Regions from separate parts of the Anser cygnoides genome. Here regions 1 and 3 are each linked to region 2. The links are chromatin contacts, called in public Hi-C maps. All regions are on one chromosome and are shown on one strand. Each heading gives the region's core, a stretch centred on a gene start, on an enhancer-like site or on the middle of the called end of the contact. The rest is flanking DNA. Distances are from core to core; before and after follow the strand shown. Region 1 holds the start of VASH1 (vasohibin 1). Region 2 holds the start of IRF2BPL (interferon regulatory factor 2 binding protein like). Region 3 holds the start of GSTZ1 (glutathione S-transferase zeta 1).

Region 1 (4,975 bases), core at 1,673-4,172, 160 kb after region 2:
CAGATTTCCCAGAGCACATACCTCTGCCAGGCTTAACAGACTGCTTGAACATGTCTTTGGTCCCTCATCACTTGTGTGGAGGGGCTGCATCACCCCACTCCTAGATTCATGCACGCGGCCGGGCTGGCTGTATGCATAAGACTGGGACTCTAATTTCAGAAAGGGGATCCAGAGAACAAGAGATTTTCACGTACCAAATGGGACATACTGTACATGAGACAAGACAGATAGGACAGAGGAAAGAAGCTCCACCCTTATCCATATCACAGAGGTATGTTTTTGGCCGGCCTAGTTTAGCAACAGCTTCTGTTATGGTGCTTTTATGTATCTGAACTCCTCCCTAATTTCCCTTTTGTAAGCCACATGGGAACAATAGCAATCCCAGTTGTTAGCCTGACTAAAGAAATTGGATTTTTTGCTTCTCCATCTATACCCGTTAGATGCAATACTTCCTGTCTTTGCCCTCCTAACTGCCGCATTTAAAATCCAGCCCTTCTTAATGAGGCAAGTGCACATCATTTTGTGTTTCCCTTGTGCAGCTCCAAGCAAAGCAATACCACACCTTATAGCTAGAAAGGAAACAACCTACAAGAGGCTGGCACTCTCAAGCTGTGCATGCATGGCCAGTCGACTACATCCTGTCAACCTGGCTCAGCTTGCTTGGTGGGTACCCCAAACCTACCAGAAGGATACCTTGGACCCCTGAGGAGATCTCTGAGCTCTCAACAACTCAGTGGAAGACACGACCCCTGCAGCTGATCTGTGAACACTTCTATGTCTGATCACAGCCTCGTGCCATCATCATTTTATGGCATTAAGTTTAATTTATGGACAACTCTTTAAAGAGTTATTTTCCCCAACAGCCAATACTGGCCACTCTTCAAGGCAAAAATTTGGAACTAGGCAAACCACAGTCTGACTCCAACACCTAAAGACGTATTTGCCTTCTAGCATGTGGAGAGTGTTCAGCCTTTCAGAGGAGCTGGCCCTGCAGAGTACACTCACTGCTCTAATTCTCATCTGTTGCATCAGCCATGCAAAGAAACTTAATGGCACAGAGATGCATAGTGATATAAGCAAACCTCAAAGATAAAAATACACCCCTAGAGGGGGAAAGGAGCTAGGATAACAGCTCATTCATCCTAGCTGTTTCCTGCATCCCAGCATCCTCTCATCTGTACGCCTGGTGAGCTCGGGCATGGCATCTCAGATTGCAGAGCACCGACTAGAGTTCATAGATCTAGATCCCAGAGGTGCTAGCAGATACACACACACAAAAATGGACAGACTAATGTCATATTATTCCAGAGGAGCTCATACTGCTTACGTCCCCTAACCGTAACTATCTGGCACTAAGACTGTATAAGACAGCTAAGTGAGAACAAAAGCAGAAGTACTTCACATTAAGACCCAAAGCAGAGACTGAACACAGTACTTCCCTCCCCTCATGCACCATTCGCTTGTTTGTGAGCTTCTTTCTTCCCTTTCCCCTACCAAACCAGCCCTTTTGGTCAGGAAATTAAGTACTGCATGTTCTGACTGCTCAGAAACATGCTTTCAGCCTTCACCCAGGTTCAGTACAGTCTGAGGAGAAGGAAATCTGAAAGGGAAAGAAAAGTCTTGTGGGGTTAGAAGAGGGACCATAATCAGGGTTCAAGATTTGTTCTGGGTGCTGCCACATAACTGCACAGCACAAAGGAACTCGGATCACACACTTCTCCAGAGTTCCTCGTGGAAAGCGGTACTGATTGCCTGTGCGCTGTATAACAGCATGGTTTTGCTTACTTCAGTTTTCCATCCCAGGGATTTAAGTCCTTGCAATAAAAAGCCTGAGCAGAAAATCCTTCATCCTTTTGTATTTGAATTTCCTCTAATAGCATGATGGGGATACTCCCCTAGCTGGTCAATGGAGTGACACACCAAGTGTTTGCAGTGCCTTTTGTTCACAGGATGCCAATGGAAAGGGGAGCTTTTGCTCCAGCTGAGGTGCAACAGCAGACAGCAGCTATCGTAAGCATTCACATGCAAATGATTCAGTCCGGCACAAGGGTGGGAGAAACGACCATCGGTTCCTCTTTTCATAGAGTTCTCCGCAGCAGGGCCAGGGATACGCTCGGAAACCACATCTGGCCCTACACCAGCAACAGGCTCTGTGAGTGTTAGATAACTCCTCTTACAACTCCTGGCCGTGAAGGGTCCCTTTTCCCACAGACACGGTTCTGTGCAAGAATTCCGCCTGCAAACGGCTCCCAAACCCGGGTTCATCTGGTTCAACGCCTCACCTCCCTTCTCACCTCGAGGATCTGGACTCGAGCCTCACTCCCTCATCACCTAGCCGGCCCCCCGCGCTACCTGACGGCCAGGCCCCACGACAGGCGGCTGCTCCGTTAGCACACAGCCCCGTGGGGCAGGGCACGGCCCCGCAGGGCCCCGGTCACCGCCCGCGGGAGCCCCCCGGGGCCCTGCCCCGAGCCTCTGCTCCCTTCGTGCGCCCGGCGGGGCCCGGGCCGGGCCGGCCGCCGCCTGGGGGTCCCCGCGGGCTCTCACCTTGGGCAGGTCGGCGGCGCCCCGGATCCTCTGCGCCACCCGCTCGCCTTCGGGGTGGATCCTGGCCACATGCCGCCACATCCGCTCCCAGGTGGGCTCGTCCACCGGCAGCCCGCCGCGGTTCACGAAGAACGGCACGCCGCCGTCGCGCAGATCCTCCTCGCCCTCCTCCTCCTGCTCCTCCTCCCGCGCCGCCGCCGCCGCCGCTTCGCCGGCCGGGGGGCGCCTGGCGGCGGCCGCGGCCCCGCCGCCCCCCGGCATCGGCATCGGCATCGCCGCCGCCCGCTCTCAGCGCCCGCCGCCCGCCGCCGGCCCGCCGGGGGCCGCGCCCCGCATGGCCCGGCCGGGGGGCCGGGGCCGGCACCTCCCCCGGCGCTGCCTCGCCGCCGGGCGGATCACAACGCGGGGGCTCGGCGGGGCGGCGCCGGGAGCCGCTGCCGGCCGCCCGCTCGCATCGGGCCGCGGCGGGGCTGGGGGCGGAGGGGGCCGGGCCTGCCGCCGGGGCGCCCCCGCCGCGCCGCCTCCCGAGCGCGCCGCGGGGCGGGCGGAGACAGCGGCCGCCCCCCCGGCCGGTGCTGCCGCTGCATGCGGGGTAACAAAGCCGCCGCGCCCCGCCGGGGCCGGGCAGGGACCGGCCCCGCTCCGCCCAGCCCCGCTCCGCCCCCGGCAGCAGCTCTCGGGGCCGGCCGGGCTGCTGCCGCCGCTGCCCGGGGGCGATAAGGCCGGGCCCGGCTGGGCCGGGCGATAACGGGCGGCGATGGAGCCGCTGGGGGCGGCGCCGGCGGGGGGGCGGCGCTGGGCAGCGGCCGTTTAACGGTCGCCGGCAGGGGCGGCCCCGGCCGTTAGCGGCGGGGATGGAGCCGGCGGGGCCCTCGGCGGGCGGGGGGGGGGGGGGTTCGCGCGGGTGAGGGGGAGGCGTCTCCTCATGGATCTCCTCATGGAGGTGGGCTTGGAGGACGCGGCAGTCGGGGTGGGGCCGCCAGGTAGGGTCCTGTGGGTGGCGGAGAGGGGAGCTGGGGTGCTTCTGGCTTACGGTAGCCCAGGCCGAGGGATGGAGAGGCAGTGAGGGAAGGGCTCTCCTGGTGGGGACCCAACAGCCCACCTCCGGGCGTGCTGTGGGAACCCCGTCCCTCTCAAAGGAGGCCCCTGTAGGATGTTTCTGCCTGTGAAGAGCCAAAATTCATCCTTATACAGTCTGGAGGAGCACCGCAGGCAAATGTACAGGTGCTTTGCCTTGACTTCACGACCTGGTTCTCTGTTTCAGCCCTCCCGCGGCATGGCAAAACATCGGTCAGAGGGGTCTCTGCAAAATGCAGGAGATGAGGGAGCCCCTCCTTGTCCCACGTGCTGCCAGCACCACTCTGTCCCCCTCTTGCAGAGCCCAGCCATGGCATGGGCAGGACTGCTAGCCATGTTTCCTCTCCACCCATGTCATGTTAATGTCCCACATGTCATTAATGCATTTATGGAAGCTCTAGCATAAAGATGTTTTGTAACTTGAACGCCAAGTAAAAGAAGCACATACACAGTAATGTGTCAGCTGTTGAGGAACCTGCTAAAGGGCATCTTGAAATGTTCGCGTTTAGCAATCCACACAAAGGGCTGTTGTTTGGCAGCAGGATCGGGAAGGAGGGAAATACATCCTGGGGATGGTTGCTGTGGGATCTGAAGTCCTGAGAACTGGGTATAACCTTTATGGAGACTGCCAGAGGATTTCAGAGTGAAATGCCACTTTTCCTGTAACGTTCTGTGGGCAGATGTTCACATGAGATTATTTCTGAGGGCACAACACTTGAATGCAGCATCTGTTTTGAACTCAGCATTGCCCAAATTGCCAAAAAGTGATTTTTCTCTCAGGAAAATTAAGCTAAATCCATGCCCCTGCATCCTTCCTTCCTTCAGCCTTCCAAAACAGACAACCAGTATTGCTTCATGCAACCTACATTGACTTCAATAATACTTAACGCGTCTTCTCTGAGTAAGGATTTTCTATTGTGTGGGGACTTTGAGCAGTGCTCATTTATCACCTCAGTAAGATTTCTAGTGTTGTTACAGTTGTCTTTGCCTTTTTCCTGTGTGCAAGTGGAGACTGGTGGATGTTGACTCCTTATATTAAGAGGCTGTAGAGCCTGTGGCAGGAGCCACTACAGCCCCTGAGCAGACATGTTTTGTCCGCCCAGTTCACCATGTCCATTCCAGGACCCCTTCCTCCCCCAGCTCCGCTCCAGACACAGGACCAGAAGTGTGCTCAGCATGAGATGGCAGTGCAGTGCCATACTGGGGGGCAGCACCTGCATTTTGGTGGAGTGGCAGGTGTACATCCAGTGACAGCACTGGGGAAAGGATAGCGCAAAGCTTTTAAATGCTTCTGTTGGAGCTGCGTTGCCTCCCCTGGCTGAAATTTAAGCACAGCTACCATAGAAGCAAG
Region 2 (4,290 bases), core at 67-2,566:
GTTACCAAAAAAGGGCTTTCTTGCAGGAGGATTCAGTGGAGCGAGGAGCCAGCGTGAGGGGCGGCCGGAGCACACAGAGCTCCTTGTCGTTTGCTGGGTTTGTGCAACCCGCGGACTGAAACGCAGGTGGGATGGGATGTTGTGCGACCCCGCACTCCCGGCGCTCAGGACGAAGCCCCGGCTCTCGCAACCCGAGTTTTTAGAGCAGGGCTGTCCTTTTCCACAGCCCACTTCTGCTTCTCCCATGAAGCTCAACGCAGGGCAGTGAGAGGAGTTGACCTTCCCCTGTGGACCACAGCGAGCATGTGCCTGCTTGGTCAGGTCAAGCCACCCGGCGCAGAAATCCTGCAGCCGCGGCTAGGTCGCTGTGGCTGGAAGCGAAGGCGTTTCCTTGGCCAGCCTTCACCTGGCCAGAGGCGCCTCCGTGATGCCCGCAGCCGGGGTGTCGCTGCGAAATCCCCCTCCTTCGCTCCTCTTCCTCACCCACGGCGGGCCCTCGGCTAACTCCGAGCATTGTCTCTCCCTGCTCGCTGCTTCCCCAAGCCTCCCGCAAGAGTAAACGGCTTTCTCAGGGCCGGTCTCTGAGCTGCGCCGTAGCAGCGCCTGCCCCTCTACCACCTCGCCGCGCGCCTCTCACCGCCCTCCCCTCAAAGCCCTCGGGGTTTTACAACCCACCGAGGCCGGCCCGGCCCGCGGGGGTGCTGCGGGGCCCCGCCGGCCCCTGCCCGGCCGCCACCGCCGGAGCGCCCCGGGGGGCGCCGCGGCCGGCAGCGGAGGCGCGGCGCAGCCGCTACGGCGGGGAGGCGGCGGCGGCGCGCGCAGGGCGTGCACGGCGCGCGCGGCCCCGTGCCAGCTCGGGGGCGCGCCCGTGACGCAACGGCAGCCCCGTGCCAGGCCGGGCCGCCCCGCAGGGCGGCGGCTGCGGCTGGGGGGGGGGGGGGGGGAGGGGGAGGAGGAGGAGGAAGGCTGCGCCTTTTGTTTTTGGAGCGGGGCTGCCGGGGGGGGGGGGTTAAAGGAGCCATTTAAAAGGGGGGGGGGGAAGCCGTGTGCGCGCACAGCGCCGGGGAAACCCTGTGTCCCCCCGCCGCTCAGACAGACCCCGCCCGGCCGGGGGGGGACACCCCCCCCCCCCACACACACACAGAGGCACGCCGGCGGGGCCGTGCACGTGCTGCCCCGGCGCGGAGAGGCGGGGGCGCGCACGGCGGGCACGCGCCCCGCGCAACAAGTGGGCCGGGGGGAAGGGAGCGGGGGGCGGGCGCTCGGCGCTGACGCGGGGGCCCCGCCCGGGTGCAGCCGAGCCGGGAGAGCGGCGGGGAGGAGGAGGAGGAGGAGGAGGAGGAGGAAGAAGGGGGGAGGAGGGCGGCGCGGGGGGAGCGCGGCGCGGAGGAGGGGGCGCGCAGGCACACGCGGCGGCGCGCAGCAGCAGCACCCCGCGCTCGGACCGCGAGCAGCGGCGAGGATGTGAGTGCGGAGCAGGCGGCGCCGCCCGGCACGCTGCTGCCGCCGCTGCCCCCCGGCCGCCCCCGCCCCGGGTCGGCGCTCGGACCAGGAGGAGCCGCCCGAGCAGCCGCAGCGCTCGGCAGCCGGCGGACCGCGAGCTCGCCGGGCAGCCGCGGCGGGTGGAAGGTGACCCCCCCCCGCCTCCCTCCGCCTCCTCCCGGAGGAGGAGCAGCGGCGGCGGAGAGCTAGAGAGCGCAGGGAAGCAGCCGCGGCTGGAAGGCGCCCCCCAGCCCAGCCCAACCCAGCCCCCCGGAGGAGCCGGCCGAGCCCTTCCCCAGCCCGGCGGCGGGACCCGGCGGGAGAAGCCGACCGAGGCGGCGGCGGGAGCCGGTTCGGAGCGGGCGAGCCCCCCGCCGCCCCCCCCTCCGTCCCTTCCAGCGCCGCCAGGGGCACCGGGAGCAGGTACGGAGCCCCCCCCCCCGCCGCAGCCCGGGGGGGACGAGCGAGCCAGCCCCTTCGCCGGCGGCAGCGGCAGCAGCGCCCCGGCCAGCGGCACCATGTCCGCCGCGCAGGTGTCGTCGTCCCGGCGGCAGTCGTGCTACCTGTGCGACCTGCCCCGCATGCCCTGGGCCATGATCTGGGACTTCACCGAGCCCGTGTGCCGGGGCTGCGTCAACTACGAGGGCGCCGACCGCATCGAGTTCGTCATCGAGACGGCCCGGCAGCTGAAGCGGGCGCACGGCTGCTTCCAGGACGGCCGCTCCCCGGGGCCCCCGCCGCCGGTCGGCGTCAAGGCAGTGCCCCTCTCCGCCAAGGAAGCGGCGGCGGCGGCGGCGGCGGCCCAGCAGCAGCTCAACCATGTGGACGCCTCCTCCAAGGCGGCCTCGGCGGGGCTCGCCCAGTCCAGCCTGGATCGCTACGGGCTCAGCGCCGCGGCGGCCGAGCAGCGCAGCCGCTTCGAGTACCCGCCGCCGCCCGGCAGCCTGGGCGGCAGCCACGGAGCCCGCCTGCCCAACGGGCTGGGGGGCCCCAACGGCTTCCCCAAGCCGCCCGAGGACGGGCCCCCGGAGCTCAACCGGCAGAGCCCCAACTCCTCGTCGTCCTCCTCCTCCTCCCGCCGCGGCACGCACGGCGGGCTGGTGTCCGGCCTGCCCCCGGGGGCTGCCGGCGCCCAGCTGAACGTGCCTCCCAACCTGCTGCCACAGACCCTGCTCAACGGGCCCGCCGCCTCCGGCGTGGCGCTGCCCCCACCGCACGGGGGTCTGGGTGGCCGTGGCGGCGGCGGGCCCCCGGCCCCCTCTGCTTCCTCCCAGGGGGGCACCTGCGGCGGTGGCAGCAGCGGTGCTGGGGGCAGCGGCGGCTCCTCGTCGGAGGCCTGCGGCAAGCGGCCGGGCTCGGTGTCCAGCAGTGACCAAGAGCGGGAGCTGAAGGAGAAGCAGCGCAACGCCGAGGCGCTGGCCGAGCTGAGCGAGAGCCTGCGGAACCGGGCCGAGGAGTGGGCCAGCAAGCCCAAGATCGTGCGGGACACGCTGCTGACGCTGGCCGGCTGCACCCCCTACGAGGTGCGCTTCAAGAAGGATCACGCCCTGCTCGGCCGCGTCTTTGCCTTCGACGCCGTCTCCAAGCCGGGCATGGACTATGAGCTGAAGCTCTTCATCGAGTACCCCAGCGGCTCCGGCACCGTCTTCTCCAGCGCCTCTGGCGTGGCCAAGCAGATGTACCAGGACTGCATGAAGGACTTCGGCCGCGGCCTCTCCTCGGGCTTCAAGTACCTGGAGTATGAGAAGAAGCACGGCTCTGGAGACTGGCGGCTGTTGGGGGACCTGCTGCCCGAGTCGGTGCGCTTCTTCAAGGAGCTGGTGGGTGCGGACATGCTGCCACAGCCCTACCTGGACGCCAGCTGCCCCATGCTGCCCACGGCCCTGGTAAGCCTTCCGCGACCCGGGGCTGGGGCTGGCGGGGCTCAGGGCACAGCCGCCGCCTCCAGGGGCCCAGGCGGAGGTGGTGGTGGCGGTGGCGGGGCCATGCGCAAGAGGAAGGCGTCTCCTGAGCCCTCGGACTCGGCCGAGGGGGCCCTGAAGCTGAGCGACGAGCAGCAGCGGCAGCAGTGGATGGCCAGCCAGAGCGAAGCGCTCAAGCTCACCATGTCGGCCGGGGGCTTCGGGGCGGTGCACGGCGGGGGCCCCCCGCCGCCACCGCCGCCGCCCCTCGGGCCCCACTCCAACCGGACCACGCCGCCCGAGTCCGCCCCCCAGAACGGACAGTCCCCCATGGCCGCGCTCATGTCGGTGGCCGACACGCTGGGCAATGCCCACTCGCCCAAGGACGGCAGCTCGGTGCACTCCACCACGTCCACCCGCAGGAACAGCAGCAGCCCCGTGTCGCCGGCCTCCGTGCCGGGCCAGCGCCGCCTGGCTTCCCGCAACGGGGACATGAACCTGCAAGTGGCCCCTCCTCCCCCCAGCGCCCACCCCGCCATGGACCAAGTGCACCCCCAAAACATTCCGGACTCCCCCATGGCCAACAGCGGGCCCCTGTGCTGCACCATTTGCCACGAACGCTTGGAGGACACCCACTTTGTTCAGTGCCCCTCTGTGCCCAGCCACAAGTTCTGCTTCCCTTGTTCCAGAGAGAGCATCAAGGCCCAAGGGGCGACGGGCGAGGTCTACTGCCCCAGCGGAGAGAAATGCCCCCTGGTAGGTTCCAATGTGCCTTGGGCCTTCATGCAGGGCGAGATCGCTACCATTTTAGCTGGGGACGTTAAAGTGAAAAAGGAGAGAGACCCTTGAATAGGAAATCCAATCCCTTCAGACTCCTGAAGATGTAGAATTGTGAATATAACAAACT
Region 3 (4,291 bases), core at 510-3,009, 170 kb before region 2:
AGTCTAAACAGGGTCAATTCCCAGCCCTGCTTAGCTCTCAGGATCAAGGCAGATCACAGTCTGATGCAGTATGTGTGTAAAACAGAGTGTAGGATCCCACTAAATAATGTGACAGAAACAGCCATCTGCATCACGTTAGCTTTACAAAAAGAGTAATTCTCTCTAACTAGCTGCACAGACAAATCTCCAAAAAATACCAAGTGAAGGGAAAGATCCTCCAAAGCCCACGTCAAGCAGGGCTTGTCCACAGGCAAGGAACTGCTGCTGCTTCTGCCCTCTGGTTCGGAAAGCTGGGGAGAAGTTTGCACAAACCATGTACTCCCCTCCCACTTCCCACTGCCTCTTGAATGTCAGATGGCTACAGGAGATATTCTCAATTCTCTGCTAAGTGGAAATCCTCCCGTCTGCTCCTATCCCTTCCCCCAGCTCCAGGTACGCTGTGGTGTTCCTTCCCACTCTAGAGAAGGTGGAGAAAATGCAATGTCACTGTCCCAGGTTCATGTTTGCTGATCTCTTTCTTAATAAGTGACCAATTAATTCAGTTAGTGAAGGGGAGGATGCTGCAGTAAAACTGGAACTTACCAATTCTCACTCTCCATGAACAGGAACTTCGGAAATAACCATAAAGTATCGGCTGAGAAGAGAAAGATAAAGTAGTTATATGGTGGGAATAAAATAGTATTTTAAGAAGGACAGTGCATTTCAGGAAGTTTAAGATACAGCAGAGCAAGTTTTGCCGGAGGAGAGGGTGCCTTTCTGGAAGCGAGTGTTCCTGTTCCGGGTGTACAGGTAGTGCCACTGTTTTTCACGCTGGCTCTCTAATTAGTTTTATCTGTTTTCAAGAACGCACAAGCAATCTTAAAATTATCCCCTACAAAGTTTCCCTCTTTGCTCCTACCAGATGCTGCTGACTTCTATGCTGTCATGGATTCTTGAAGCAAATTCCCCACTGATTTTGCCAAGCACCTGCACTGGGTATTTGAGTGGCATAAAATAGCTTTTCCAGCCAAGGAGGGCAGGGCCAGACCTCTTTCCAAACGAGAGGAGCTCCTGCTGTTCGAGATGAGCGCTAAGGGGGCAGACACCTCACCTTCACCTGAATGCCAGCACCAAGGCAGCTCTCCCAGGTGCTTTCACCCCACCCAAGCTCTCACCTTTTCTGATGCCATGGTCACTGCGTGCAATCTGCTCCAGGAAATAAAAATCACCTCTTGCCTTTCCCTTTTAACTCAGCTAGGGTGGGGGAAAGCTTATCTCCTAAAGCCAATGAGAACAGGACCATGCCCCCAGATCTGTGCCCCGGACACACAAGCACAGCCAGGCAGGTTCAAGCCTTTGAATTGCAGCCAGCTGTATGTGCGTCCCCACGGGCCCTGCTGCAGCTCCAGCCCTGGTGTCAGAACTCACCAACACGCTTTGAGGTCAGGAAGGCATTTAGGAACCTGGCTTCTGCCTCTAGCTTTTTGTTCGGAATAAATAAGGCAGCTGGAGAGACTGGCAGGCTCTCAGCAGTTACCAAGGCAAAAATACAGCCCTGGGAATCAAACTGAGGAAACTGAAGCCACGTGCAGAATTTCTGCAGAAAAGACGAGAAAGAGACGAGAACCGCCCCCCCCCATCGCGCCGGGGCCGGTCCCCGCGCCCCGAGGCCCGGTACCTTGGCTGCCGCCGAGCTCATCGCTGCGGGCCCGAGGCCTACAACTCCCGGCGTGCCCCGCGCCCGCCCGCCCGCCTCCATTTGCCGTGCCGCCGTGGGGCCGCCCTGCCGCTGCGTCCCGCCGAGCCCCCGCCATGCCGCCGGCGGGGGGCGGCCGGGCCGGGCCGGGCCCGCTGCGCTCCCGGGGCTGCCGCCGGCCGCCGGGGCCCTCCCCGCGGGCCGCCTCCCCCGCTCCCGCTCCGCCCGAGGCTCGGCCGCCGGCCGCCCCGGCGGGGTCGCGGGCAGCGCTGGCCCTCGTCACCCTCCTCAGCTTCGCCTCCCGCTTCCACCGCCTGCCGGAGCCGCCGCACGTCTGGTACGGGCGCGGCCGGTGCGGAGCGGTGCCCGGGCTGGCGGCGGGGCCTGGCGGCCACAGAGCGCCCTGCACGGCTCCACGGGCACGGACGGTGGGGTAGTGAGGGGACAGCGTGCCGGGGTGGCGGGTTGGGGGTCCCCGAGGTACGGGGACCTGGAATGAATTGTCCCATGTAGACTGCCTGGCAATAACCCCTTGTAAGATAAAAAACATGAGGAAAAACATCTTCCTGGATCTTTACCATCCTCAGCGTTGTAGTAGGTTGTGCTTTGTGTTGATCTTTTCCAGTTGGGATGAAACCCATTTTGGGAAGATGGGAAGTTACTACATTAATCGGACCTTCTTCTTTGATGTCCATCCTCCTCTGGGGAAGGTAAACTGCTCTGCCGTTGTGTTTCAGAAGTCACGGGAATGGGCCGACACAAGTCTTCCCTTCCTCCTGGTCAAATGATGTGGTAAACATCAATACCTCTCCTAGCTGTTGTTGGCATCGTGGTATTTGCATTTTGTATTCAGAGTTTCAGCTTGCAGCTTTTCTTCTCTGTGAAAACGCTTTGAGCATGGGAAAGCAAAACAGCGTTGCCCGTTGGGTATTTGAAAGGCTTGAGCAGATGGAAGTTAAAAAATGAAGGTGAGACCTATGTGGTCTAGAGGGTGTGTCTAATCAGAGCTTACAGATCAGAGGAACCAACCAGTTTCTGACAGCTTGTGTGCAAATCAGATGCTTACCACAAAGGACCTTGAGAGCCTTGAGTTGCTATTTGGCAATGGAAGAACTTGTTGTAGCAGTAAAGGAAGTTTTGTGTTGTGATGTTGATGTATCACTTCTACCTCAGATTGTCTTTCTTCCAGTCTGAGCCTCCTTAAACTGTGGGAATAGGGAGCTAGGGGGGAATCTACAGAGACAGAATTCTCTCTGATAAATCCCGTGGTTGGTTACTTCTCTTGAGCCTGCAGATGTACTTATAGTCAGCTAAAGTCCTTATGATCCCTTCTGATGTTGCTTTTAGGTAAGGGCAATATGGATGCATATGAATTCTGTACAGAAGATGTTGTTCGGAGGTGTGTCAGAATTAAGTTGTTATCCTGTGAATCAGACTGGCCTTGTATCAAAATCTTACCAGCTGCTGGCTTGGATTCTCCCTCCAGTGTGATTTCCCTGACCATTTTTTCCACTTTTTTTTTCCTTTTCAGATGCTAATTGGACTTGCTGGCTACCTTAGTGGATATGATGGCACATTTCCATTCCAAAAGCCAGGGGACAGATATGAGCAGCACAACTACATGGGAATGAGAGGGGTAAGGCGTTACAGGCTAGTATCAAGCTTTTTAGCTCTCCTGTGCTTTTCAGTAAGAGTATTATGTCTTAAGAGCAGCTTTAGTGGATTAGGTCAGAGGTCTCTCTAGCCTTGTGCCTTGTCTCTAAGCTCCTTAGAAAAGTGTTGGTGGTTGTATTGTGAATAAGTCCTGATGTCTGGCTGTGAGAGGCCAGGTGAAGAAGAGAGGTGATTCTTGAGGGAATCTCTTGCTGCTAATTAGAGGGACTAGACTCCCGAGTGGGAGGGGTATATTGCCTGTCCTACAAAGGGATTGTTGCTGAGCTTGGGCTTCTGCTTACCCTGTCGTGCTGGCTGTTCTGCTGGAGTCCCTGCTGGCTGAGAGCCAAGGATTTCAAGAAAGCCAGGATCATTTGCTGCCACCGCCACTGATGCTGAGCTGAATGAGCTGATGGGAGGAATTACTATTCAGTGGTATTCTACCTGAAACCATGGCTCTGCTGTTAGCTACGAAGAGATAGAGCCATAAACCTGGCAGCAGATAAGTCAAAAGAAGAAAGTTGCCAGTTGCTGGTGCCTAGAAAGAAGGATGAAAACGGGAAGGTGTATTTTCTTGGTTTACTTTCCAAGTCTCCAGCAATTCGTAGTTCTATGTTTCCCCGAGTCTAAAGTGGGAGAAGTGCTAAAGAGGGAGAATTTTATTGTGATGCTACTTTCTTTTGTGTTGATTTGTTCTTCCTCCTCCAACTACCCTCGCTCTCATTTGAGAAGAGGAGGTGATGTTGGTCTGCTAAAGATGTAAGATACAATATATTCTATTCTTAGATTTCATATGGTAATATCTTGTTAAAATGAGTTGAGTGTGATGGATGTGTAATGTGTCTACTTGACATGTTTTTATGGATACCTGGTGCGGTCTAGAAAGAGAATGGCTATTGTTACTGACACCTCTAGAGACAGAGCAGAGTAAGCAGCTGTTGTTCTCTGAATGATATATCTTTG

Evidence for each region. A called contact is a pair of places that touch in the nucleus more often than the background predicts.
Region 1: a contact with region 2 is called in a Hi-C map of liver, with 2.0 times the contacts expected there. The contact joins the promoter of VASH1 here to the promoter of IRF2BPL in region 2. A contact is called at or near these places in 2 of 7 Hi-C or Micro-C datasets (both in liver).
Region 3: a Hi-C map of liver shows a contact between it and region 2, with 2.0 times the contacts expected there. The contact joins the promoter of GSTZ1 here to the promoter of IRF2BPL in region 2. A contact is called at or near these places in 2 of 7 Hi-C or Micro-C datasets (both in liver).

The regions. Positions count from the first base shown.
Region 1 is chr5:43,346,961-43,351,935 of Taihu_goose_T2T_genome, reverse strand. VASH1 (vasohibin 1) reads right to left here and starts at 2,922. Exons shown (of 7, transcript XM_048059755.2): 1 at 2,548-2,922. The coding sequence starts at 2,820.
Region 2 is chr5:43,503,991-43,508,280 of Taihu_goose_T2T_genome, reverse strand. It overlaps IRF2BPL (interferon regulatory factor 2 binding protein like), which reads left to right and starts at 1,316. Exons shown (of 1, transcript XM_048059771.2): 1 at 1,316-4,290. The coding sequence starts at 2,001. The coding sequence ends at 4,232.
Region 3 is chr5:43,672,837-43,677,127 of Taihu_goose_T2T_genome, reverse strand. It overlaps GSTZ1 (glutathione S-transferase zeta 1), which reads right to left and starts at 1,759. Exons shown (of 10, transcript XM_066998151.1): 1 at 1,658-1,759; 2 at 583-634. The coding sequence starts at 1,738. It overlaps POMT2 (protein O-mannosyltransferase 2), which reads left to right and starts at 1,764. Exons shown (of 21, transcript XM_066998141.1): 1 at 1,764-2,012; 2 at 2,301-2,385; 3 at 3,207-3,311. The coding sequence starts at 1,792.